Regions from separate parts of the Mus musculus genome. Here all the other regions are linked to region 5. The links are chromatin contacts, called in public HiChIP or PLAC-seq and promoter capture Hi-C maps. All regions are on one chromosome and are shown on one strand. Each heading gives the region's core, a stretch centred on a gene start, on an enhancer-like site or on the middle of the called end of the contact. The rest is flanking DNA. Distances are from core to core; before and after follow the strand shown. Region 1 holds the start of Pxdn (peroxidasin). Region 2 holds the start of Tmem18 (transmembrane protein 18). Region 3 overlaps Myt1l (myelin transcription factor 1-like). Region 4 overlaps Myt1l (myelin transcription factor 1-like). Region 5 holds the start of Rps7 (ribosomal protein S7). Region 6 overlaps Pxdn (peroxidasin). Region 7 holds the start of Sox11 (SRY (sex determining region Y)-box 11).

The links. Promoter capture Hi-C pulls out the DNA fragments that hold promoters and counts their contacts. HiChIP or PLAC-seq counts read pairs in DNA pulled down with a chosen protein or histone mark.
Region 1: an H3K4me3 HiChIP or PLAC-seq map of stem cell-derived neural progenitor cells shows a contact between it and region 5, with 9 times the contacts expected there. The contact joins the promoter of Pxdn here to the promoter of Rps7 in region 5. A contact is called at or near these places in 7 of 39 promoter capture datasets (the 3T3-L1 cell line, the C10 cell line, cranial neural crest and 2 more) and 7 of 115 datasets of contacts at active chromatin or transcription factors (astrocytes, embryonic midbrain, embryonic stem cells and 4 more).
Region 2: a promoter capture Hi-C map of pre-B cells shows a contact between it and region 5. The contact joins the promoter of Tmem18 here to the promoter of Rps7 in region 5. A contact is called at or near these places in 5 of 39 promoter capture datasets (the 3T3-L1 cell line, 3T3-L1-derived adipocytes, hematopoietic stem and progenitor cells and 2 more), 6 of 484 Hi-C or Micro-C datasets (B cells, CD4 T cells, CD8 T cells and 3 more), 6 of 115 datasets of contacts at active chromatin or transcription factors (bone marrow-derived macrophages, double positive thymocytes, effector CD8 T cells and 3 more) and 2 of 9 other capture datasets (adipose tissue and liver).
Region 3: a contact with region 5 is called in an H3K27ac HiChIP or PLAC-seq map of extraembryonic endoderm stem cells, with 11 times the contacts expected there. The contact joins the enhancer-like site here to the promoter of Rps7 in region 5. A contact is called at or near these places in 8 of 39 promoter capture datasets (the 3T3-L1 cell line, cranial neural crest, embryonic stem cells and 4 more), 3 of 115 datasets of contacts at active chromatin or transcription factors (extraembryonic endoderm stem cells, neural tube and trophoblast stem cells) and 2 of 9 other capture datasets (adipose tissue and embryonic stem cells).
Region 4: a contact with region 5 is called in an H3K4me3 HiChIP or PLAC-seq map of embryonic forebrain, with 4 times the contacts expected there. The contact joins the enhancer-like site here to the promoter of Rps7 in region 5. A contact is called at or near these places in 5 of 39 promoter capture datasets (the 3T3-L1 cell line, cranial neural crest, hippocampal neurons and 2 more) and 6 of 115 datasets of contacts at active chromatin or transcription factors (differentiating embryonic stem cells, embryonic forebrain, embryonic hindbrain and 3 more).
Region 6: an H3K4me3 HiChIP or PLAC-seq map of stem cell-derived neural progenitor cells shows a contact between it and region 5, with 5 times the contacts expected there. The contact joins the enhancer-like site here to the promoter of Rps7 in region 5. A contact is called at or near these places in 1 of 39 promoter capture datasets (embryonic stem cells), 4 of 115 datasets of contacts at active chromatin or transcription factors (epiblast stem cells, extraembryonic endoderm stem cells, large pre-B cells and 1 more) and 1 of 9 other capture datasets (adipose tissue).
Region 7: a contact with region 5 is called in a promoter capture Hi-C map of neural stem cells. The contact joins the promoter of Sox11 here to the promoter of Rps7 in region 5. A contact is called at or near these places in 3 of 39 promoter capture datasets (cranial neural crest, hippocampal neurons and neural stem cells), 2 of 484 Hi-C or Micro-C datasets (both in embryonic stem cells) and 4 of 115 datasets of contacts at active chromatin or transcription factors (astrocytes, cardiomyocytes, embryonic stem cells and 1 more).

Annotation. Positions count from the first base shown.
Region 1 is chr12:29,936,505-29,939,537 of GRCm38.p6, reverse strand. It overlaps Pxdn (peroxidasin), which reads right to left and starts at 1,502. Exons shown (of 23, transcript NM_181395.2): 1 at 1,214-1,502. The coding sequence starts at 1,404. Gm31939 (a long non-coding RNA gene) reads left to right here and starts at 1,551. Exons shown (of 4, transcript XR_001780596.2): 1 at 1,551-3,033.
Region 2 is chr12:30,583,009-30,586,073 of GRCm38.p6, reverse strand. Tmem18 (transmembrane protein 18) reads right to left here and starts at 1,631. Exons shown (of 5, transcript NM_172049.2): 1 at 1,512-1,631; 2 at 484-604. The coding sequence starts at 1,568.
Region 3 is chr12:29,748,295-29,751,260 of GRCm38.p6, reverse strand. The region is part of intron 4 of Myt1l (myelin transcription factor 1-like); the gene reads right to left. Among named protein-coding and RNA genes, the nearest start is that of C630031E19Rik, 63 kb to the right of the region's middle. Within about 2 kb of position 1,625, at least 13 of the 459 cell types and tissues checked have an H3K27ac peak or open chromatin away from gene starts, as enhancers often do. A contact at or near this core is called in extraembryonic endoderm stem cells and trophoblast stem cells, where this site is marked.
Region 4 is chr12:29,788,080-29,791,522 of GRCm38.p6, reverse strand. All of the region lies in intron 8 of Myt1l (myelin transcription factor 1-like), which reads right to left. Among named protein-coding and RNA genes, the nearest start is that of C630031E19Rik, 100 kb to the right of the region's middle. Within about 2 kb of position 1,567, at least 65 of the 459 cell types and tissues checked have an H3K27ac peak or open chromatin away from gene starts, as enhancers often do. A contact at or near this core is called in embryonic forebrain and forebrain, where this site is marked.
Region 5 is chr12:28,634,472-28,637,455 of GRCm38.p6, reverse strand. It overlaps Rps7 (ribosomal protein S7), which reads left to right and starts at 1,503. Exons shown (of 7, transcript NM_011300.3): 1 at 1,503-1,600; 2 at 1,793-1,876; 3 at 1,969-2,040. The coding sequence starts at 1,802.
Region 6 is chr12:29,952,980-29,956,113 of GRCm38.p6, reverse strand. The region is part of intron 1 of Pxdn (peroxidasin); the gene reads right to left. Among named protein-coding and RNA genes, the nearest start is that of Pxdn, 17 kb to the right of the region's middle. Within about 2 kb of position 1,478, at least 79 of the 459 cell types and tissues checked have an H3K27ac peak or open chromatin away from gene starts, as enhancers often do. A contact at or near this core is called in adipose tissue, extraembryonic endoderm stem cells and stem cell-derived neural progenitor cells, where this site is marked.
Region 7 is chr12:27,341,197-27,344,244 of GRCm38.p6, reverse strand. It overlaps Sox11 (SRY (sex determining region Y)-box 11), which reads left to right and starts at 1,527. Exons shown (of 1, transcript NM_009234.6): 1 at 1,527-3,048. The coding sequence starts at 1,837. The coding sequence ends at 3,024.

The DNA of each region.
Region 1 (3,033 bases), core at 253-2,752, 1.3 Mb before region 5:
GATGCAGCCTTGGCTGACCATCCACACCCTCTGGAATGGAAGCCTTATTTAGCTCTCTAGAGGACTAGGCTAGGCATTCCCACCCCAGACTGGCCGCGTGCGGCCCGCACAATCTCCCCCAGAGGAAGTAGGACACCCATGCACTTTTAGAAGTGAGAGCCCTGACCGACCGCCCACTCCTTGAATAGTTCCCTCAGATTTTTATAACTTTCGCAGGCATCCTCAGAGATGCCAAAGTCCTCCAGCCCAGCCACAAAAAAGTGAAAACTCTTTTTGGAATGCAGAAGTGCAGCTGCAGGACCCTGAATTACAGTTGGCCCCTAAACGCATGCCTTCCTTCACAGAACCAAATCTCAGAACACACAGAGGCCTGCAGCCAACTCTGCAGCACTGGGATTCCTTCAGATCTGGGGGCTTTCGGTGAAGGCGCAAAGCACAACTCCAGGTGAAAAAGCCAGGAAGTGGAGGACGTCTGCGAAACTGACCAACTGAGTAGAAACAGCAAGAGGAGAGTCCCAGAGCTGCTCAGAACTTGGCCACCCGCACGATGGTGGGCCCTCCATGGCACCTGGAACGCCAAGCTTCTTCCAAGCAAAGAAAAAGCTCCTTACAAGGGCTGCGCCCAACAGAGTCCTCAGGACACCCAGCGAACTTGAAGGCTCCAGCGCAGAAGCCGATGGGAGTACACTTGGCGCTGTGGCGCCGCGGGACCCAGAATCTGCAAGAGGTTTCCTTGGCGCAGGGTGATGTGGGGTGGGCATCCTTCCAGAAGGAGGAGAAAGGGGGGCAGGTACACTGATGGAGAAAGAAGGGGTCGGAGGAGGGACGACCCAACCCCAGGCCTGCGCTTTAGAGAAGAGAGAGGGAGAGGAACCCCGAGTGGAGAGAAAGTTGAGAAGACACCGGAGGGAAGGCCAGGCGGGGAGGGCTCGAGAGACGCGCGGGGCTTTCCCTGGCGACTCCCTACTACTTCCCGGTCCAGCGGGAGATTCCGAGTTTGAACAAAGGCGGCTCCCCAGGCCGCGCGCTAAGCGCTCAGGTCCGCCCCTGGCGTCCTAGCCAGGACGGACAAAAGGCCCAGCACACCCTGCGCCGGACGCCGGGGTAGCCCACCTCTCCAAACCAGTACCCCTGCCCCCCAAGATACCCACGCCCCTCGATCCCCCTGAATCGCACGTCCCGCAGACCCCAGCGCCCTCCGGGCCGCACTCACAGGATGGAGGTCTGCGGCGCCACGGCGGGCACGGCCTCCAGCAACAGATGCATGCAGCGCACGGTGGTACGGAAACACAGGCAGCGGCTTGGACAGCCTGCCCCTTGCTTCGAGGCGACCACCGCCATGGCCCACCAGGCAAAGCACAGCAGGAGCGCCAGCAGGCAGCGGCGCGTGGGGCGCACGGCCATGGCAGATGGCGCGGACAGGAGCTGGCACGCGTGAACAGCAGCGGAGGAGGCCTCGGCGGGCGCGTCCACCGCCGGCTCCCAACTGAGCCCTCCGGTCCCCGGCCCACGTCCCAGCTGTGCGCGGGGGGCGGGGAGGGGGGCGCCAGCTGTGCACATGCGCGTGGCTCCGCCCCCTCTTAGCTTCGCAGAGGGCGGGGGCTGGGCAATCACCAGGGCCTTGGTGTCTGAACCTAGCGACCCTTCTCGGAGGTGCAGCAGGGCCTCCTTGGACTGCAGGACCAGTGCACACAGACTCCACTGTGGGGGGCTCCTAGAGGTGCAGAGGTGTCGCTTGGGACAGAGATTGGATCCCTGATTCTGCTTTTAAAACTGCAGTACCACAACAAAGTTACCCCACATCCCTTTATCATCCTTTCTCCCTGTATCCAAGGGTTTTGTTGCTAGTAATACCTTTTTTGAATACTTACAAATTTTGTTGTGTTCTAGGAAGTGAGCTTTCGCGGCACTGCCTCTTTTGCCTCCGTGCCCACCACTGTTCCCACACAAAACATCTATCTCTAGTTTTCCTCGTTCCTACTTGAGAAACTGAGGCACAGCAACCTCCCCACCCCCCAGTGCACAGCTTGTGGGAAGGCTGTGCTGCAGAAATAGAAGCTCCCTAGCGAGAGATTCCTGAGGTCTCCAACATTCACCGCCAATGAGGAACCCTTGTGGGGAAGATGGGATGGCTTTTGCGTGGACAGCGTTAAGACAAGGGAAGCCCTGAGGTTAACATCAGAGTGTACTCTGCAAGATTGAATGCTGACACTTTATACAGTTCTCTGATTCTCCCTGGGGTTCCAGTCTCTCCATTCTTCAGCCAGGAAGGCCAGGTTAGGCAATACAACCAAGGGAGCAGAGGTCTTAAATGTGAGGTTTGGAACTGGAGCCCAGGTGTGACAGTTGATCCTGATTCTCAACTTGATTGGACTGAGCACCTAGGAGAGTATAAAACTCAACTCTGGGGGAATTTATAGAAAGTTACCTAAAAGGAGAAGACCTACTAAGAACCAGAATGACACCCATAGGTTGGCAGTGTAATAGGATAGATGGAGAGGAAAGTCCAACAGCCCAGGTGTTCCTTCTGTGATTTCTGGCTATGTAAAGGGAGTTACCCAGTTCTGCCAGGCCTTTCTGGACAGGCAGACTGAAATCTCTGAAACTCTGAGCCAACACAGATCTTTCTCTCTTAAGTTTTCCCTCCGTGTTTTGTTACTTTATTGAAAAAAAAAAAAAACAAGACACCAGATGTATCTTGACCTGCAAACTACTGTGTTTCCACTCTGACTTGGGCATCAGGGTACTGCCCAGGGATGGGGTCACACTCAGGCACTGTCAGGAGACTTCCGATGCACTGTGCCAGGCTGTACGGTGGGGGAACTGGAGGCTGTTGGAGGAGGCTCCAGTTCCTAGTCACTGGGATCTCTCCATGACTGGAATACCTCCGACCACCTGCAGCATGTATTCCAGAGAGAGATCGGGATTCAGGCCTTCCTGCTAAACTGCCAGCATGCTATCACTTTCCAGGCCACACTCCTGAGAGTAAGAATCGTTCAACCCCAAAGCCTCCTGAGAGGCTGCCCACCCCAG
Region 2 (3,065 bases), core at 382-2,881, 1.9 Mb before region 5:
GAGGGGCCCAAAATAGTGAATGTCCCCATTTGGCCAAGTACCAGAACTTTTACTGTGTGCCTGTTTCTGTGCAATAAAGACTCTATCTTTCTCCATTTCACGTACCTAATTAATCCCTACATAGAATTCCTAAAGCCATTATCTTTAAAAATAACCAAAAGTAATATTATATGCATAGTCTGATTTCCAGAGCAGGCAGTATGGGACTAACCCCAGCAAGAAAACATCTACATGAGAGATAAATTGCACTGAACTCAAAGCAGGAATTATCTGTGTAAGAGTCAGCATAAGAGAATCAACATCTTAGTGTACAGATGTTTGGCATCCTTAGTGACCAACCTAGAACATGTCCAAAGATTACTTCATGATCTCCATATAGAAATGAAGGCTTGGGAAACGCTGTGAAAACACAACGCAAACAAACCCAGGGGCAGTATCGCAGCAATGAGAGTGAGCAGAGGGATTCAAGGTTCTCCTACTCACCCAGACACAGGAAGTGCCCGATCTGTAGCTTATACCTCTGTGAGGAGAAGCAAGTGAGAAGGAGGCACAGCAGGTGGAAGGCAAGGAGTCCTAGGAGCCACGGCTCTGTCCAGTCTGTCTCCTGTGAGGAGATAGCGTTAGAAACCTGGAGGGCAGCGAAACGAAACTGCTTTCCTGTGGGGAGTGGGAGCTACTGGTCCCTTCCATTGAGTTTGGGGGTCTTCCATTGGTGTTTGTATACAACCAGAACTCTCAGACAAGCAGGAGCAAGCGAGAGGAAACAGCGATGCCTCAATTGCAAACACAGTCACAGATTTTTATATAAAGATTTTAAAGTCTGAGCACACAGGATGGAAACTACTGTCCACTTGCCTCTTTGGACTGGGTGAAATCTAGAGGGTTATTATCAACTAAACTAACGAGCTAAGTAAAGTCATGTTAACTTGGAATGTGTGAAGCTGCGTACACCAAGCTCCTCTGTGCATGGAGGTCTGGAAATGAGAGCCATCCTAACCTGCAGAGCTGACTGTCCCTGACACTTCTGCACCATGCAGCCGGCTAGTGTGCTTTGGGGTCTTAAGTACAGTCCCCAAGGCTCCAATCTTTCTGATTCTGTCTCCAACTAATATTAAGTTCCTAGTCCCGACTTCTTAGAGCTTCCCATGCCATTTTCCAAGGGCACGGCTCCGCAAGGCAAGACCAGCTCCTCTATCTGGAGCCCTAAAGCTCTTGGGGACAGCTTGAAGTCCAGTTACTGGGTAACGCTCATCTCTTCTGTGCCACATCGGAAAGACAGCGCACTTGAGAGTCTCTCCAGACACTGGCAGGGAAGTCAATGTATGGCGCTAAGACGCCACCGGGGTGAACACTGGTGTTGGGGACTCAGAGGACGGCCGGTGCGCACCCGGGAGCTGCCCCATCCAGCGGAGCAGGGAGCGGCTTCAGGCAGCCCGCCCGCCCCTGCGCAGTTCTCGCAAGAACTAGCAAACCCCACCAAACGCCGGCGCCACTTAGAGCCTGCGAGTTACCATGATCACCGCAGGGATGCTGACTGGGAAGGATCGGACTGAGTATGCGGACGACATCGCGCCAGGGATCCCAACAGCCGGGACGAGTCCGCAGCTTCCGACAGCCGGGAAAGGCGCTTAGACTTCTCGCGAGATCTACGGGTACGAACCTGGCGCTTGGCTCTTCTCGCGAGAGTTCTGACTTTTTTTTTTTTTTTTTTTTTAAAAGAGCGTCCAACTTTCGTTATTGCAGTAGTGCATTTCTGTAAGAAGTGTCAACGTGCTCACCTAGTTCTGTTTCTTCCAGACTGCCCAGAAAGCGGAGGGTTCGTGGGTTCCACAGATGCAGCCGGCGGCTGGGGAGAGTTTGCCAGGGTCCGATGGCATCCTTGCTCCAGTAGCCCGCCAGGCAGCCGGCAGGAATCCCACTTCTACCCCAGTGGGATAAGGACACCAACCCACCCACAAAACTTTTCACCTCAAATTTGTCTTGCCTAAAAGAAATGCAGGCACAAAGATGAAGCAGAGACTGGAGGAATGGCCAACCAATAACCAGCCCAACTTGAGACCCATCCTATGGGCAAGCACCAATCCCTGACACTATTAATGATACCCTGCTATGCTTGGGGACAGGAGTCTAGCATAGCTGTCCTCTGAGAGGCTCCAGCCAGCAGCTGACTGAGACAGATGCAGAGACCCACAGCCAAACACTGGACTGAGGTCGGAGACTTTTATGGAAGAGTTGGGGGAAGGATTGAAGGTCTTTAAGGGGCTGGGAACCCCACATGAGGGCCAAAAGAGTAACTAACCTGGACCTCTGGGAACTCTCAGAAACTGAGCTGCCAACCAAAGAACACACATGGGATGGACCAAGGCCCCTGAAACATAAACAGCAAAGGCGCAGCTCAGTCTCCATGTGCACACACACACACACACACACACACACACACACACACACACACACACACACAACTGGGGCAGAGGCTCTCCTAAAGCTGTAGCCTGACTGTGGTATCCATAGCCCAACAGGCCTCAGTGGGAGAGGATGTGACTAATCTGGCAGAGACTTGATGCACCAGGGTTGGGGGAATACCCAGTGGGGGCTCACCCTCTCAGAGGAGATAGGGAAGGTGGGAAAGGGTCTCTGTGAGGGGTGACCTGAAGGGGGTAGCGTTTGGGATGTAAATAAAATGAAATAAAAAGTCCCAGGATGAATATAGTGTCAGGTCTCACCATGCTGGATAGATAGCAGCTGAATCCTATAATCCACACAGCCCTTACCCAGAGAAATGGGCTGCCAATGGTGTCTGTACCACAGGATTCCTGTCCCACGAAACCGAGATAGACATTCCATCAATAGGACATAGTGAAGCAGCCCTATCCAGTAGACTGGTGCATATGGTATCTGCCCCCAAGGCCAGCAATGAATATACAGTCAGTACTTGCAGATGTAGGATGGGCACAGTATTCTTCCCCTTGGCCATTCACATCCTAACTCATTGATCTAGAATAGACAAAGATAGTGGTGTTTCTATGGATCTATGGGATAAACATGGCCCTAGTAACCTTGTGTGG
Region 3 (2,966 bases), core at 376-2,875, 1.1 Mb before region 5:
GTGTATCCCCAAATCTGGGACATAGTAGAACAGGATGAACTGAGAACCGTCTCTGCTGTATATGCACCCTACCTATATAGTATAGCCCCACAGGAGTCCCTCATGCTGACCATCACCCACATATCTTAGCCTGGGATGCATGCTCCATTCATGGTGTGGCTCTCAGGCTCAATGAATTTCTGCTCTCAAATGGAAAGGCTCCCTTGTATTTGCCTAGTGTGATGTTTGCACAAAATACCCAACAGTATTTGTTGAATGGAAGCTGGTTTTTAAATTAGTAAGCATAAAGTTATAAACTGACTTTCACATGGAAAAGACACATGGTTGGAAGACAGCCAGCGAGATCTTTGTCATCCCCAGGAATGGTGTGGGAGATTTAGAGAATAATAAGAGAAGAGATGCCTAAGTTATACTGAGCTCACAATAATGCACAAGCTCCCCCGTGGACTGCCCTGTGACAGGGTGACAACCCCTCACACATACCAAAAGTCTACTGCAATGGTGCAGGTTCATTAGCATACCAATTTGTATAAATTTACATATAACATTCATATCACCTAGCACTCAAACGTGCATACTGGATAAAAATTTTAAAAAGGTAGTGTGACCCATTGCAATTATGATCAAATTCAATATTCAGAACATGACACGTGAAGCAAAACAAAAATCTACAACAGTCAATTATGAGCCTCGTAGGATGCCATTCAGGAGAGGTGCAATGCGGGACAGAAAACCAAACAGCCAGACTGGGGTTTGCAGCATGGGTGCTGTGAAGTGGCACTACCAACACCTGTCCTCAGGCATGGCTCACTTACAAGCGTGTACTGAGTGTTACTCTGTGTCGTGTTGCACACGAGAGATTGAAAGTTTAAAGTTTTGTTTAATCACAATAATAAAATTGGGTCACGGCCCTCACTGGGTCTATTGCAGAAATGCTTTGTAGATTTGTATGTGTGCTGCTGGAGTTCTGCTGTGCCCCATGCATGTCCAGGTAAGGTCTCCTGGGTCTTCTGCAAATCAAACAGCAGCAGTAGAAGCTATTCATTTCTCTCCTCTCACCGAAAGCTCATCACCTTAATAAGAACACAGCTGCCAGGCCTCACCAGTTTTCCTCAGAAAGGACCACTCACCATTGTTCTGGGCTATTCTAGCAATCATGGCAAGGCCTCCACACAGCTACCTAAGCACATGGAGTCTGCATCTTGATGCCCTCTCTCCCACAGAGGCTGTCCTCACACTTGAGTGATCTCAAACTGGAATTATGTTTACATGTGTGTGCAGATGTATGACCCTTTGTGTAAAGAAGCCAGAAAGGGTATCAGTTATCCTGCTCGCCCTCTCTCCACTTTAGCCCATTGAGACAGGCTCTCTCACTGAACCTAGACCTGGTCATGTGGGCTAAACTGGCTGGCCAGTGAATTGTAAAGGTCTGCCTGGCTCTGTCTCTCGGTGCTGGGGTTCTAGGTAGGTGTGCCATGCCTGGTTTTCCACATAGGTGCTGTTGATCCTAACTCAAGTCTTAATGTTTGTGCAGCGGGCACCGTTACTCACTGAATCATCTCCCCAGCGCCAGGAGTGACCGATCTCCTGTCTAAGTACATGCGAACAACTGGCTGTTGCACAGCCCTGTGTGTTTTCCTGGAGCACGATGCCCCTAAAGCTGTTACTCATTCATTATTATGTCTTGTGACTACTCACTTTTGCCGGCTATTGTTTTATGTGCTAAACCTTACAAAACCATTAATGAGAAATCACTCATCTTAACTGGCAGGTAAACAAGTAGAAGTAAGTTGAAGGGATTTTAGCTTTATTTGTGAATGGCGTGTGAAGCCTTGGAAACAATGGAAGAGTGACTAATGTGCTTTTCTTCAGTAGTGTCTTGAGACGAAGTTTGATTTGGGAAAACCCCTGTAAGGATAATGTAGACGACAGAAGCATGCAACCCAGATCAGACAGATATGATTCATTGTTGCTTCCTATCACAGCCGGAAGGCCTGTTGGATGCCTTTGTTGTGACTTCTTACACAGATGACTAACCCAGGTCTCCTGGATGTGTAGTCTCTTTGCGTTTCACCTTTCAAAATTAAATCAGATCCATAACGTCTCTGCTAAATTATGTGAAATACAAGTTTTTCTAGTGTTCTACATTTTAAGGACTGAAGGAGTGTTATTACCATCTCTGTGTGTGTGTCTTGTATGTGTGCATGTGCATAAATCCATGTGTATTTGTGTGCATGTGTTCATGTACATGGATGTATCTGTGTGAATGTGTGTATGTGTGTATACATGTGTGCATTGCATGTGTGCATAAACTCATGTATATGTATATACATGGTATGTGCTATGTTCATGTATACATTTAGATGCACATATGTATGCATGTGCATGCGTTTTTGTCTGCAAGTTTGTAAACATGTATGTATATAAACATGCATATGTGCATTCATGTACATATGAGGCCAGAGGTCGGTCTCATGGGTTGTTCTCCCAGAGTTCTCCACTCTGTATTTGTTTCAAAGCCTTATTTATTTTAAATCTATATGTATATATGTTGGTGTGAGTTTATGTGCATCAGGTACATATAGGTGTCTGTGGAGACCAGGGTGTGTTAGATTCTTTGGCTAAAGATGGTTGTGAGCCATCTGATACCGGTTGGGAATGGACCCTGGATCCTTTGCAAACTACTGAGCCAACCATCCAGCCCCTACTCCACCATGCTTTTGAGACAGGGTTTCTCACTGACTGTGGGGCTTGTGGATTGGTCAAAACTGATGATCCAGCAAACCACAGGGATCCATGTGTGTCCAGCTCCTCAGGAGTAGGACTATGAGCATGGACCATCATGCCTGGCTTCTTACATAGAAGATGGATATCACACTCAGGTCCTCATGTTTTCATGACAAGCACCTTACCAACTGAGATATTTCCCCACTTTACATGGCAGTAATTGATGTGCATGAAATAGG
Region 4 (3,443 bases), core at 318-2,817, 1.2 Mb before region 5:
TGGGGAGGTGTTCACGCCTTTAAGATGATGGGCCTTATAGGAAAAGCATTATCAGGGGGATACAACCACTCAGGACAAGGCCCTTGGCACCTGGCCTTGGGTTTGGAGAACTTGAGCTGCTGAGTCCCCTTCAGCCTCTGCTTTCCTGCCTACTAGAGTCAGGTCTCCATTTCAGGCTCCCACATACAAGGTCAATCACCAAGTCCAGCCTGGGGCATTTTGTAGCAGCAACATGAAATGGACTGGATACTGATGGGAAATGCTGAATGTACCAGTCATGGAGCAGTCTTCCAAGTCATCTTAAATCAGCCCCTCTGGAAGCCTGAATTCTTCCACCTCCCTATACCTCATCTCTATCTCCCCGCCTCTCTAATACATAGGGACACACATCCCTGAGAAGATGTTCCCAGCAGCATCTTCTGAATGCAGCCTCCAACCCAGCCCTCAGAGTCACACTGCCAACCATAAGAAAGCCATTGTCAGCAGATACCACCTCTTAGGTGAGAACTGGCTGGAGTCACAATACTGAGGATCTGAAGGATCCTGTTCCTTACTGCACAGCCGGGCCAGCACCGCTGGCACCTGCCTACAAGCAAGCTACTACCTCCATAGATGTCATCTCTGGGCATATGGAGATATGAGAAATAGCTGCTGTTTCCCATAACTCCTTCACAGATGAGTTTAAGAGTGAATCATGGACGTTTTGGTGGGTCAGCACCAGCCACACTACATATCCATTTCTGGTGTACACTCTGCTCATGTTCCAAAGTGGTTATGTTCATATGTATCTGGTCATCAAGCAAGCTGTCAGGATGAGGTTAATTGCTAAATCCAGACTTGACCTATTCATATCAAAGCCCTTAGAGCCAGAACATGACTTCCTCTCTTTGAAATTAGAATTATTAGAATAAGTATATATATATATATATATATGTATATACATACACATATATATATATGTATATTCCATTGGCCAAACATAAAGAATACATATAAACATATTATGAATATGTTTTTTTTTGTGAATCAAATCCACTGAGTCATGGGGGATGCAGGGGCCCGATGTGTGGCAGACAGCAGCAGACTTTTTTATTATTATTATTTTTATTTATTTATCTATTCTATTCTATTGTATTTATTTATTTTAGGAAAAATGGCCCAGAGACTTTTTAAAATAAAGGATTTACTGTAATAATAAAGGTTAACTGCTACCACAGTCCAAAATGATGGTGCCCAAATGTATCTGCACACATACAGCTCCTAGTACGGACCCAGAGTAGCAGTGATCAGGGACAGCTACTTCACCCAGATAAATCCCTAGGTCTCGACATTTTTTTCTCTTTGCACTGCTGTGGTCTGCTCTCAAATTAATGTTAAAATATGTATGCCCTGACTCGTGATTTACAGAATTGGTGACAAACAGTAAAAAGGACAGGCATGCCATAAAGCTTATGGATGAGGTGACGGCAGGCACAATGATGCCTCATAAAGATCGGAGGGGAGTAAACACAGATAGGCTGGCTAGGTGGCTGTGTGCTCTGAATCCCTTATAAACATCCCATGGCGCGCCCTGCTGCAAGGCAGCCCCGTCGTTAATTAGAACATCCGGCAGACGCTGCAATGTATCCATGCACCCAAGTGGATCTTCATTTTTCACATGCGGGGCCTTACTAATTAAAATCAGCTTTGCAATTAAACGTGGAAAATTGTGTTAAACTTTCAAGCGTGGTTGGGAAAAAATGCAATTATTTTTAGGGTGTTTTATTTCAATGCAAATGAAATTTCTATCTACATGAAGCCAGGGAAAGCAAAGAGGATGGCATAGGGGCTCTCTCTGTTCCTTCTCCCTTTTCTTTCTTCCCCCCCCCCCTTTTTTTTGGATTATGGATGCTCCTCTCAGTTGCAAGCTGCACTGCTCCCCTATCTCTCAGCCAGTACCTGGCTGGGTTCCAAAGCTTTTAGTGAGTGCTCTCTGTCAAGGCATGAATAATATCACCCCGAGGCTGTTGGCAGAATCCAAATGAGGCGTGCATACATCAGGAAGCCAGCCCTCCACTTTAGCTCCCAAGCAAGCTCCTGTGTAGACAGGCAATTATTCACCCACCGGCTGCCCTGGCAATCACGCTGGTGGGTGGAAAGGTGCATGAAATGGAAGAGAATTTGAACAAGGAGTACGCACAACAAGCTAGCGAGGATCCAGTAATTTCCTAATAAAAAAAAAGAAAAGCTACCATTTGAAGCTTGTAAATTTAAAAATGGGAACTGAAAGATTTAGCTCAGTGTTTGCTAAATTGGTGAGGGCTGAGATATAGCTGTTCTCATCCCCTAACTTCAGGGTGCTTGTGAAGTGCTCAGAGACGGCAAGCCTAAGTTATGCTTAACGTATTAGTTAAGCAAGAACCCATGCTTCACTAATGACTCATGTAAACAATATCTCAGTAAAGAGTTCAGTGTAAATGAAATTGGTTAACTCTCAAATCAGTCCAGAAGGCTCATGAAACACACAGGTAGCAAATATGTCCAGGCCGTGAGCCCCTTATTCTCCACCCCTGGGGATGTGGGAAGCTTTTATAGAAATCAGTTATGCACAAGCAAATCTAATTCATTTCAAGAATATACACATAACGTTTTTGTGAATAAAGTTAAATTCCAGTTCTTACATAGTATTTAAACCAACCTGTATTAAATATTATTTCAAAATTTTGTTGGGAAAATTAAAACAATGTTAATAAAAATAAAGTAGCAGGGATTTTTAAGGATGAAAATAGATTTCTGTGGGAACTTTTGGACATTTGGCTTCATAGCTCATGTCTCAGGGATGGTTCATAAACACTCCAGATGAATGATGGCGTTTGCTGATGAGGCATTTGGGCCACACCCACACCGTCAAGGCTGGCAATTGTTTCTTTCACTTGTTTGCCATCCAGCCAGAAAGAACCAGCTTTCAGCTTTCGGAAGGACACCTGAAATGTCCAGAGACAGGTTCCACCCTGTGCCTGTGCAATGCTAGGGTCTTCTGAAGCCTATGAAGGGCCATCTACACTTGCAGAGTTGCTAACAAAGAGCCACTTGCTGAGATGCTAAACCTTGGGCCCTCACCTGCTTGGTGAGGTCAGGAGGAAGCCACAGAGCAACTTGCTGAACGTCACACTGGTGAATTACAAATGTCCCATTTCCCATACTCTGGCATGCAAGGAAGACCTAGTCTTTGTCACTTTAAATGCCTGCAGGTCCTACAAGCCAGCTTGGGCACATTGGGTAGAAAGTGCAGTGGTACCCAGGCTCTGGGACCTAAGACTTCAGGAACTCAGAATGACTGAGGTTTTCTGTACATGTCTAAAAAGTGAAACTCCAATTGCACCATACATTTGGGATTCTCAAGTGTCTTTGGCTTTCTCTTGGCACAAAGTAGGATGAGTCTTATAGTCTTACAGAAGCAGGGT
Region 5 (2,984 bases), core at 254-2,753:
GAAGAGCAGTCATCGCTCTCTGACCCACTGAGCCATCCCTCCAGTCCTGTATATTTCATCATGTATTTACATAATGTCTTTACCAAACTGTGTTTTCCGTGATGACAAGGATTCACTTGGTTTTAGTAACCAGCTTCTAGGCTAAAACAGGCTATTCAACTACATGTGAATCAGGTGTGCTTGTATTGCCTGTCTAGAGCAGAGCCTCACAGGGCACATGAAGTTAGGGTGACAGTCAGCAGTGGTGGGCATTTCTTCAGTAAACATTGCTTTGATGAGTTTGTTGTTTCCCATCCTCAGATCTTTCTGACTTACTGTTCCTAATCTGTCTGTCTGTCTCTTTTTTTCTGACAATGCCCTGACTAAAGGAAATTGCTCCACTATAGAGAGTGCTCTCCCAGGGCTGTCTTCATTCTTTTTTTTTTTTTTTTTCTCCCTTTTGGTTTTTCCAGACAAGGTTTCTCTATGTAGCCCTGGCTGTCCTGTAGACCAGGCTGGCCTCAAACTCAGAGATCTGTCTGCCTCTGCCTCTCCCTCTCGAGTGTTGAGATTAAAGGTTCATTCTGTTTTAGTGTTTCTCACTGACCTGGCTTCCTTGCTCTCCCCACCTTTTAGGGCTTAACTGTCCCTGTTTTGCAGGTAGCCCAGGCAGGCAGAAGCCTGGCCTTCTACAGCTAACCCCACCGTCAGCTTCCGTTATTGGTACTCTCTGAAAATGGATTTTTTTTTTTTTTTTTTTTTTTTGAGACAGGGTCTCTATTGCAGCTCTGGCACTCGCAGACCAAGCCTGCCTTCACAGTGATCCCCGCCTCTGAATCCTGAGAAAAGGCATGAGCCACCATATTTAGCATTCTCGGCAGATGTTCAACAGGGCAGCTTCATACTTGTGAAGACAGGGGTTCCTGGACATGTTCTAGAATCGTCTGCTGTACCAAGCAATATACGTAAAAACCAGGAATTAATGACTATTAATTAACACTACCTCACTAATTTGATTCCCTATAGGAAGAGCTGAACACAAGTCTGATTCCCGCCCCAACCCCGTACCTCATTTTTTGATACATGGTTTGTATACGTAGCCCTGTCTGTCCCAGAACTCTCTTTGTAGACCAGGCTGGCCCCAAACTCAAGAGATCCGCCTGCCTCTGCCTCCCGAGTGCTGGGATTACAGGCGTGCGCCACCACCATGCTGATTCCCTTTCATTGTGTTAGCAGGAAACGCGGAGAAAGCTGGGGACTAATGAAACATTTGAAACGTCCCATCTTCGTGGGGAAGGAAGCTGCTTTCTTTCTTTTTCCTAGGGCCGTCCGGCCGCCACCACTCTGCCCAGGTCTCCAACTAGGGGAGCGGAGAATTTTCACCAACGGAGCCGAACGCTGACGACTACCGGGAACAAGCGAAACCGGCACGCTCATCCTCCCGCATTAGTTCCCAGTAGGGAACTATTTTCCGGTACACTCTAGGCGGTCCAACTCTTTTCAGAAGAGCTTCCGGTTTCCACCCACCTACTTCCGCTGTCCCCACCTCTTTTCTTCCGCCACCCGGATATGAGCCGTTCTCGCGAGAGCCGTCCCTCTTTCTAAGCCGGCGATCCGTCAGGTAGGTTCGCGGGCCGCAATGTGGCCGCGGTTTTTCGCAGAGTTTGGGGGAACAGACTCTTGGGGGGCGTCCGGGGCGGCAGAGCCTGCTCCCCGGGGTGGGATGCAGCGGATTATCCGCCTTGCGCCCGTAGATGGCCCCGGCTTTGGCGGCCCGCGCCCCAGGTGACCGGTGGCACCTTCCTCCCCTCAGGGTGAAGCCATGTTCAGCTCGAGCGCCAAGATCGTGAAGCCCAATGGCGAGAAGCCGGACGAGTTCGAGTCTGGCATCTCTCAGGTGAGCTTGTCGCCCGGGTGCCCCCCGCGATCGCGCTTGACCTCAGGGTCCCCTGACCCCCGGCATGGCGCCCACGTTCTCTGTCTCCCCAGGCGCTGCTCGAGCTGGAGATGAACTCCGATCTCAAGGCGCAGCTGCGGGAACTCAACATCACCGCAGCCAAGGTGAGCGGGGACCCCGGAGTGCGCTCGCTCGCTGCCCACGGGTGGTTGACAGCCTCTATTCCCGGGGCAAGAGACGGGAGGGCAGCAGACAGGGACTTCCAGTGCAGGCCAGTCTCACGCTTAAGTCCGTGCTGCCTTCTGCACTTGATTGCTGGACTTTTTTTTTTTTTTTTTTCTTTCCCCACTGACATTAACCTTAACTTTTTGGAAGTGTTTAGACCCAGTACCACTCGGTTGAGGATCAGTGGGTGTTTCTGAGTTTGGCGTTTGACAGGTGTTTCGTTTTTGTAAGTTAGTATTTTGCTTCTGTTAATGTACATGCACCTTGCGTGTTCCTGAAACTTGAATTACAAATGCTTGTGAGTGCTGGGAACTGAACCTGGGTCCTGTGCCCTGAACTACCACTGCTCAGCCACCCAGGGAGAGTGTTAATTTTATTGAGTTTTTTGGTCAATTTCATAGTGTTGGAAAGTTTTGAATTTGGAGAAGAGCCTTACATCAGAGATACCCAGGCCATGGTGAATTTAAAGTTGACCTTTCTAGATGGTTCAATCATGTTGGGAGATCCTGAGGTGGCACATGGCCAGAGTCATGGTCTGATCAGACTCACCAGACAGAATCTCTTCTAACCTAGGCTGGTCTCCCGACTTGGATTGTAGTTGAGGCTAGCCTTGAACTCCGTCCTCCTGCCTCTACCTCTCCAGTGCTAGGATGATGGACATATGGACATAGCTCTCTGCTGGCCTTTTGGTGTCTCTTGTAGAGTCACCGGGATTGTGCGATGGAGGCTCCACCTTAGAACCTCAATATGAGCGTCATGGTTTAACTTGCGAACCCCTAGGCTATGTCCAAACCACAGGAGAATGTTTGAGGGGGGAGTTGTTTGCTGGTTGTGGCAGAGCATATTAATCTTAGCACTTGGGACTACAAGGACTACAAGGACT
Region 6 (3,134 bases), core at 229-2,728, 1.3 Mb before region 5:
TCAGCTATTAAAAAGAATGAATTTATGAAATTCCTAGCCAAATGGATGGACCTGGAGGGCATCATCCTGAGTGAGGTAACCCAATCACAAAGGAACTCTCACAATATGTACTCACTGATAAGTGGATATTAGCCCAGAAACTTAGGATACCCAAGATATAAGATATAATTTGCTAAAAACATTAAACTCAAGAGAACGAAGACCAAAGTGTGGACACTTTGCCCCTTCTTAGAATAGGAAACAAAACACCCATGGAAGGAGTTACAGAGACAAAATTTGGAAGTGTGACGAAAGGATGGACCATCTAGTGATTGCCATATCCAGAGATCCATCCCATGATCAGCTTCCAAACACTGACACCATTGCATACACTAGCAAGATTTTGCTGAAAGGACCCAGATATAGCTGTCTCTTGTGAGACTATGCCAGGGCCTAGCAAACACAGAAGTGGATGCTCACAGTCAGCTATTGAATGGACCACAGGGCCCCCAATGGAGGAACTAGAGAAAGCACCCAAGGAACTAAAGGGAACTGAAACCCTATAGGTGGAACAACAATATGAACTAAGCAGTACCCCGGAGCTCTTGTCTCTAGCTGCATATGTATCAAAAGATGGCCTAGTCGGCCATCACTGCAAAGAGAGGCCCATTGGACTTGCAAACTTTATATGCCCCAGTACAGGGGAACGCCAGGGCCAAAAAGGGGGAGTGGATGGGTAGGGGAGTGGGGGGGTGGGTATGGGGGACTTTTGGTATAGCATTGGAAATGTAAATGAGCTAAATACCTAATAAAAAATGGAAAAAAAAAAAGAAAAAAAGAAAAGCCAAGCTGAGCCACTGACAAACACACAGGCACCCCTTTTCTCGCTGCTCCTCACTGTCCTGCTGCCTTGATCTCCCTGAAGTGATGGACTGGAACCCTGGAACTGTGAGCTAAGTCCTTTCTCTCATACATGTCTTTTGTCAGAATATTCTTCATAGCAACAGGAAATGAAACAAATACAGGGCCCAGGAATGCTGAACAGGGAGAAAGATCTGCTTGTTTGTGGAAGAGCTTTGGGCCATTGAATCTCTTGGGGTCAGTGTCTCCCCACTGTGTCCTCTACCAGGTTTACGATTCATTAACCAATGAACTAACACTCGCCACACTGGATGCCGATTTCATAAAACTCTTGTGAAATTTTTCAGTCACTTAAAAGTGGAAATGCTTAGGTGGATGAAACCAGGCTCAAATTGTCCTTAGGTCCCAGAGAGTTAGGACACAGGACACACTGCTTGCATGCTGCAGGCCTGGCCAACTGCTGGGCCCAGAAGTGTGATGCATTTCTAGGTTTTGTTTACTACAGCGAGGTTTTCAGGCTACTTGCAAACACAGTCACTGCAAAGCCTTCTGCTACACACATGAATAAACAATTCAAATGCGCTAGTCCATGCATATTGTTTCCCTGGGAACAAACCCCAAACATCTCCCATGAATGCTGAAAACTGAAGTCAGTATTCTTCCCTCCTCCTGAATAATTGGCCAGAATGCTGTACTTGTAGACTCTATCAAGGGCATTGTATTCTCTTCCAGACACCCCGCCCCCCATTTGAGGGTCAACAGTAAAAACAACAACCCAAATCAGGAGAGAGAAGGGCTCAAGATCTTATTCTAAGCAAACAGGGAGGTAGGAAAAACCAACACACGATAGAGCATGAAACCCATCATTTCCAAGTAAGTGTGGCGGTAAAAACATAGCCAGACAGACATCTTCCTAATCGGAACCAGCCAAGCAAACAGCAGCCACGGAGGACCCATTCCTAGCAGTCACGCACTCGGAGTTCCAGCACTGGGCGAAGGGAGCCTCGGCTGAGGCTGGAGGAGGCCTGGACAAGTCTTCCTGTTATGAAAACAGGACACAGGTGCTGAGTGACTGCATCTTCTAATTCAAAGAACAGGCCTCAGTGCAGTCGTGGGGTCTTCCCCTCCTGGGACGCAGGAGTGACTCACTGTGCAGGGTATGAGATTTCAGAGGCCCCTGGTTCTCCTGTATTCTGTGGGGAGGCGGCTTTCCAGCTCTGGTCTGTGTGATGGCAAACTCAATTCTGCCCCTCATAAACCCCGGTAGAGCCCTCCCACGATTTGCTTCTGTGGCTGGAAAATGAGACTAAGATCAATGCTTCCCAGGGTCTGCGGTGGGGATTGCATCAGAGGGCTCAAGAAGATAGCAGACACCCTCAGGTGAGCAAGGATGAGGTTGATGGGACCTGCTACAAGCCTCAGAACTGCTCTTCAGTAAACAATGTGGCAGAAACACTCAGCTAAGAATGACCTCGAACTCAGGCATACATAGTGGACACAAGGAAACACACAGAGCTGGACAGGGAAACAAACAAACAAACAAACAAATACCCTGCACACCCACAGAGAAAGCATGGTGAAGGAAAAGTCAGAGTCATGGGTATCAGGTTTCCCTTTAGAAAATACTTGAAAAAACTACTTGAAAAAATACTTTTAAAAAGATGCCCAGGAAAAACAAAAACAAAAACTGAGTGTGTATGCCTTGTAGATTATAGATCCAAGATTAGCAAATTTTCTTAATTAAAGTACTTTTAAAATGGCCTTTTATCAATGGCCTTGTTCCTGCACTAAGAACCTTCCTTCCCTTTTGACCTTCCTTCCCCTTTCAGTCAAGCAGTAGCCAGGAATTCAACTCTTTCCAGGACTCGACTCCTGGTGCTGAACAGGGCAGAGGTGGCTACCCACTGACTCCCCTCAGGAAGCCCCCCACCACCATGGACAGAGAGGCAGGCAGTGAGATGAAGGGCCACCCTTCCTCTTACACAGTAGATATAGTAGTGTACCAAAAACATCTCCAGGGTCTTACCACCCACTGCCAGGAGCACTTTACTCTTCTCCTATGGCCCCCCTCCCTCCTCTGGACTCTACTGACACAGCCTGGTCTTTGGCTCTTGCCACAGGCTGCCACTTCCTTTTTCAAAACAATTTCTTTCTTTTTTTTTTTTATTAACATACTAATAGGTTTTGTTATGGTATTTTCCATCTGTTCTTATTGACCTTCTCCCCATGCCCTGCCCTCTGATGCTCTTATGATGCATGTACTTGGTTACCTCTCCCCCCACCTCCTTAAGATC
Region 7 (3,048 bases), core at 278-2,777, 1.3 Mb after region 5:
AAGATGGATTTTTACACTCCACATGGGTTTTTCTACATCTCCAGACATCAGGTTAACCAGTATGTAAATTTTTTAGGTTCCAATAGCCTTAAACATTAAAATAAAATGCCAACATTATTAAGACTGAGGTTAACTTCAATAATACACGTGCTTGGATCGGTGCTTTTCTTTGGGGTGAATACGATAAGGGTGAAATACAGGGACCCCTCCCCCCTTTTTAAAAATAAAATGGCCTATGAAGACCTGGCACCATTCTATGTCCGGAGTGGGGATGTGTGGGAGATGAGAAGTGTAGTACCCTGTGCAGTACACCAACCTGAAAGGAAATATGTTTAGATAATTCCACTAGTCCCGGGCGGCCGATTTCTCGGGTGAGCAACTCCGGGTGGGGTGAGGGGCTGTAGATCTTAAGAACCAGCCCCCAGAACTGACAGTGGGTAGGTATGAGGAAAACAGGGTGAGCAGCCACGTTAAACAGAAAGCAGAAAGGCTTCGTTTCATTGTCCTCAGAAGAGCCATAGGTGGGTAAGAGACAACACAAAGAGAAGCGAGTTTCCAAGGAGCCCGGCAAAACCAGTAGGCAGGAGCCACCGCTCCAGCGGCAGCCTTAGCAGGCAAATAAGAAATATCTTCGCTTTAAACGAGAGTGCACTTCATTTTAGCTTTGGTTTGTACCGTTGGGTTAAAATAGCAAATGACCCAGAAGGTGCGTGCTGGGAGGCAGAGCTAGGGTTTCAGGACCGAGCTGCAGGGGAGGAGGGCGTAGGTGATGGACAGAGGAGGCGGGACGCGGGGAGTTGGGGAGGCCTATGGAGTAGAAAGTGGGGGAGGGGCGGCGATGCTGAGTCCCGGGCTGTTTCACCGATCCGGCCTGAATCCGTGAACTCCTTTCCGAACCGCTCCGGAGCCGCCCGGACACGGCGGTCTCCGAAGACCGTTACTCCAGCCGAACCGGCAGATGCGCGCGATCCAGGAGGGAAAACGAGAGGGGGAGAGACGGGACAAAACCCTGCGGGTGCGCGGGGAGGGGGGGAGGGAGGGCCCGGCGACCGGGCTCTAGAAAGAGGGAGAAAAAGAACCGGAGGATGAGCCCACGTGCACGGTGCCGCGCGGTGTCGAAGCGCCACCTTCTGCTGGATAGCGGCGCAGCGCGATCGCGCGCGGGTTTAGGGCGCGACGCGCCCAGGATGAGCAGGGGCACCCACTCGCGGTGCCCGGGTGGGTGCATCTGCACTGGGGTTCAGTCCATCGTCCCGCGCCCTTGAGTCCGCGCTGGCGTCTCTCGCTCCGTCCTGCATCCGCCCGGGGGACACGCGCAGCTGTGCGCACTCGCGGATTTCTTTTGAAAAAATAACATATTTCTAGACAACTCCCCCCGCCCCCCATCTTTGCAAACTGGCCAGGAGGCGGGGCTGGAGGTGGGGCCCGTGGTTAATAACGGGAGATAGGCGGAGTCGGGACCAGCCATTGGCTGGTGGGAGTAGTGATGTCACCCATATGACACCCTGATAACGAGTTGAGAGAGAGCCCTCAACTTTTTGCAGAAGAAGCGCGCGCGCCTGGGAGTGCTTGGGGTCCGGCGCTTGCGGCGGCTGCCAGGAGTGAGAGAGCGAGAAATCAAGCGAGTGAGAGAGAGAGCGCGGGTCCCGGGCCGCCGCCGCCTCCTCTCCGGTCGCCGCCGCAGCCGCCGACGCAGCAGGGAACGGGGCCGGGGGGGAGGGGGGCAGCCGCGGACGCGCGCGGCCAAGGACTTTGCAACTTGCCGGAGAAGGTGGAGGGGCGGGAGGGGGAGGGGCGCCCGCGCAGGAGACCGAGCGCCCAGCCCCGCCGCGGACCATGGTGCAGCAGGCCGAGAGCTCGGAAGCCGAGAGCAACCTGCCCCGGGACGCGCTGGACACCGAGGAGGGCGAGTTCATGGCGTGCAGCCCGGTGGCCCTGGACGAGAGCGACCCGGACTGGTGCAAGACGGCGTCGGGCCACATCAAACGGCCCATGAACGCCTTCATGGTGTGGTCCAAGATCGAGCGCAGGAAGATCATGGAGCAGTCGCCCGACATGCACAACGCCGAGATCTCCAAGAGGCTGGGCAAGCGCTGGAAGATGCTGAAGGACAGCGAGAAGATCCCGTTCATCAGGGAGGCGGAGCGCCTGCGCCTCAAGCACATGGCTGATTATCCCGACTACAAGTACCGGCCGCGCAAAAAGCCCAAGACGGACCCAGCGGCCAAGCCCAGCGCGGGCCAGAGCCCCGACAAGAGCGCGGCGGGCGCCAAGGCAGCCAAGGGCCCCGGCAAGAAGTGCGCCAAGCTCAAGGCGCCTGCGGGCAAGGCGGGCGCGGGCAAGGCGGCGCAGCCGGGGGACTGCGCCGCGGGCAAGGCAGCCAAGTGCGTCTTCCTGGACGACGACGATGAAGACGACGACGAAGATGACGAGCTGCAGCTACGGCCCAAGCCGGACGCTGACGACGACGACGACGAGCCCGCGCACTCGCACCTGCTGCCGCCGCCGACGCAGCAGCAACCCCCTCAGCTGCTGAGGCGCTACAGCGTGGCCAAGGTCCCCGCCAGCCCCACGCTCAGCAGTGCCGCCGAGTCCCCCGAGGGCGCGAGCCTGTACGACGAAGTGCGCGCGGGCGGCCGGCTCTACTACAGCTTCAAGAACATCACCAAGCAGCAGCCTCCGCCCGCGCCTCCCGCGCTGTCGCCCGCGTCCTCCCGCTGCGTGTCCACCTCCTCATCCAGCGGCAGCAGCAGCGGCAGCGGCGCCGAGGATGCAGACGACCTCATGTTCGACCTGAGCTTGAATTTCTCCCAGGGCGCGCACAGCGCCTGCGAGCAGCCACTGGGCGCGGGAGCGGCGGGGAACCTGTCCCTGTCGCTGGTGGATAAGGACCTGGATTCCTTCAGCGAGGGCAGCCTGGGTTCCCACTTCGAGTTCCCCGACTACTGCACGCCGGAGCTGAGCGAGATGATCGCGGGGGACTGGCTGGAGGCGAACTTCTCCGACCTGGTGTTCACGTATTGAGAGGCGCAGGGCTCCTCGGGAGGC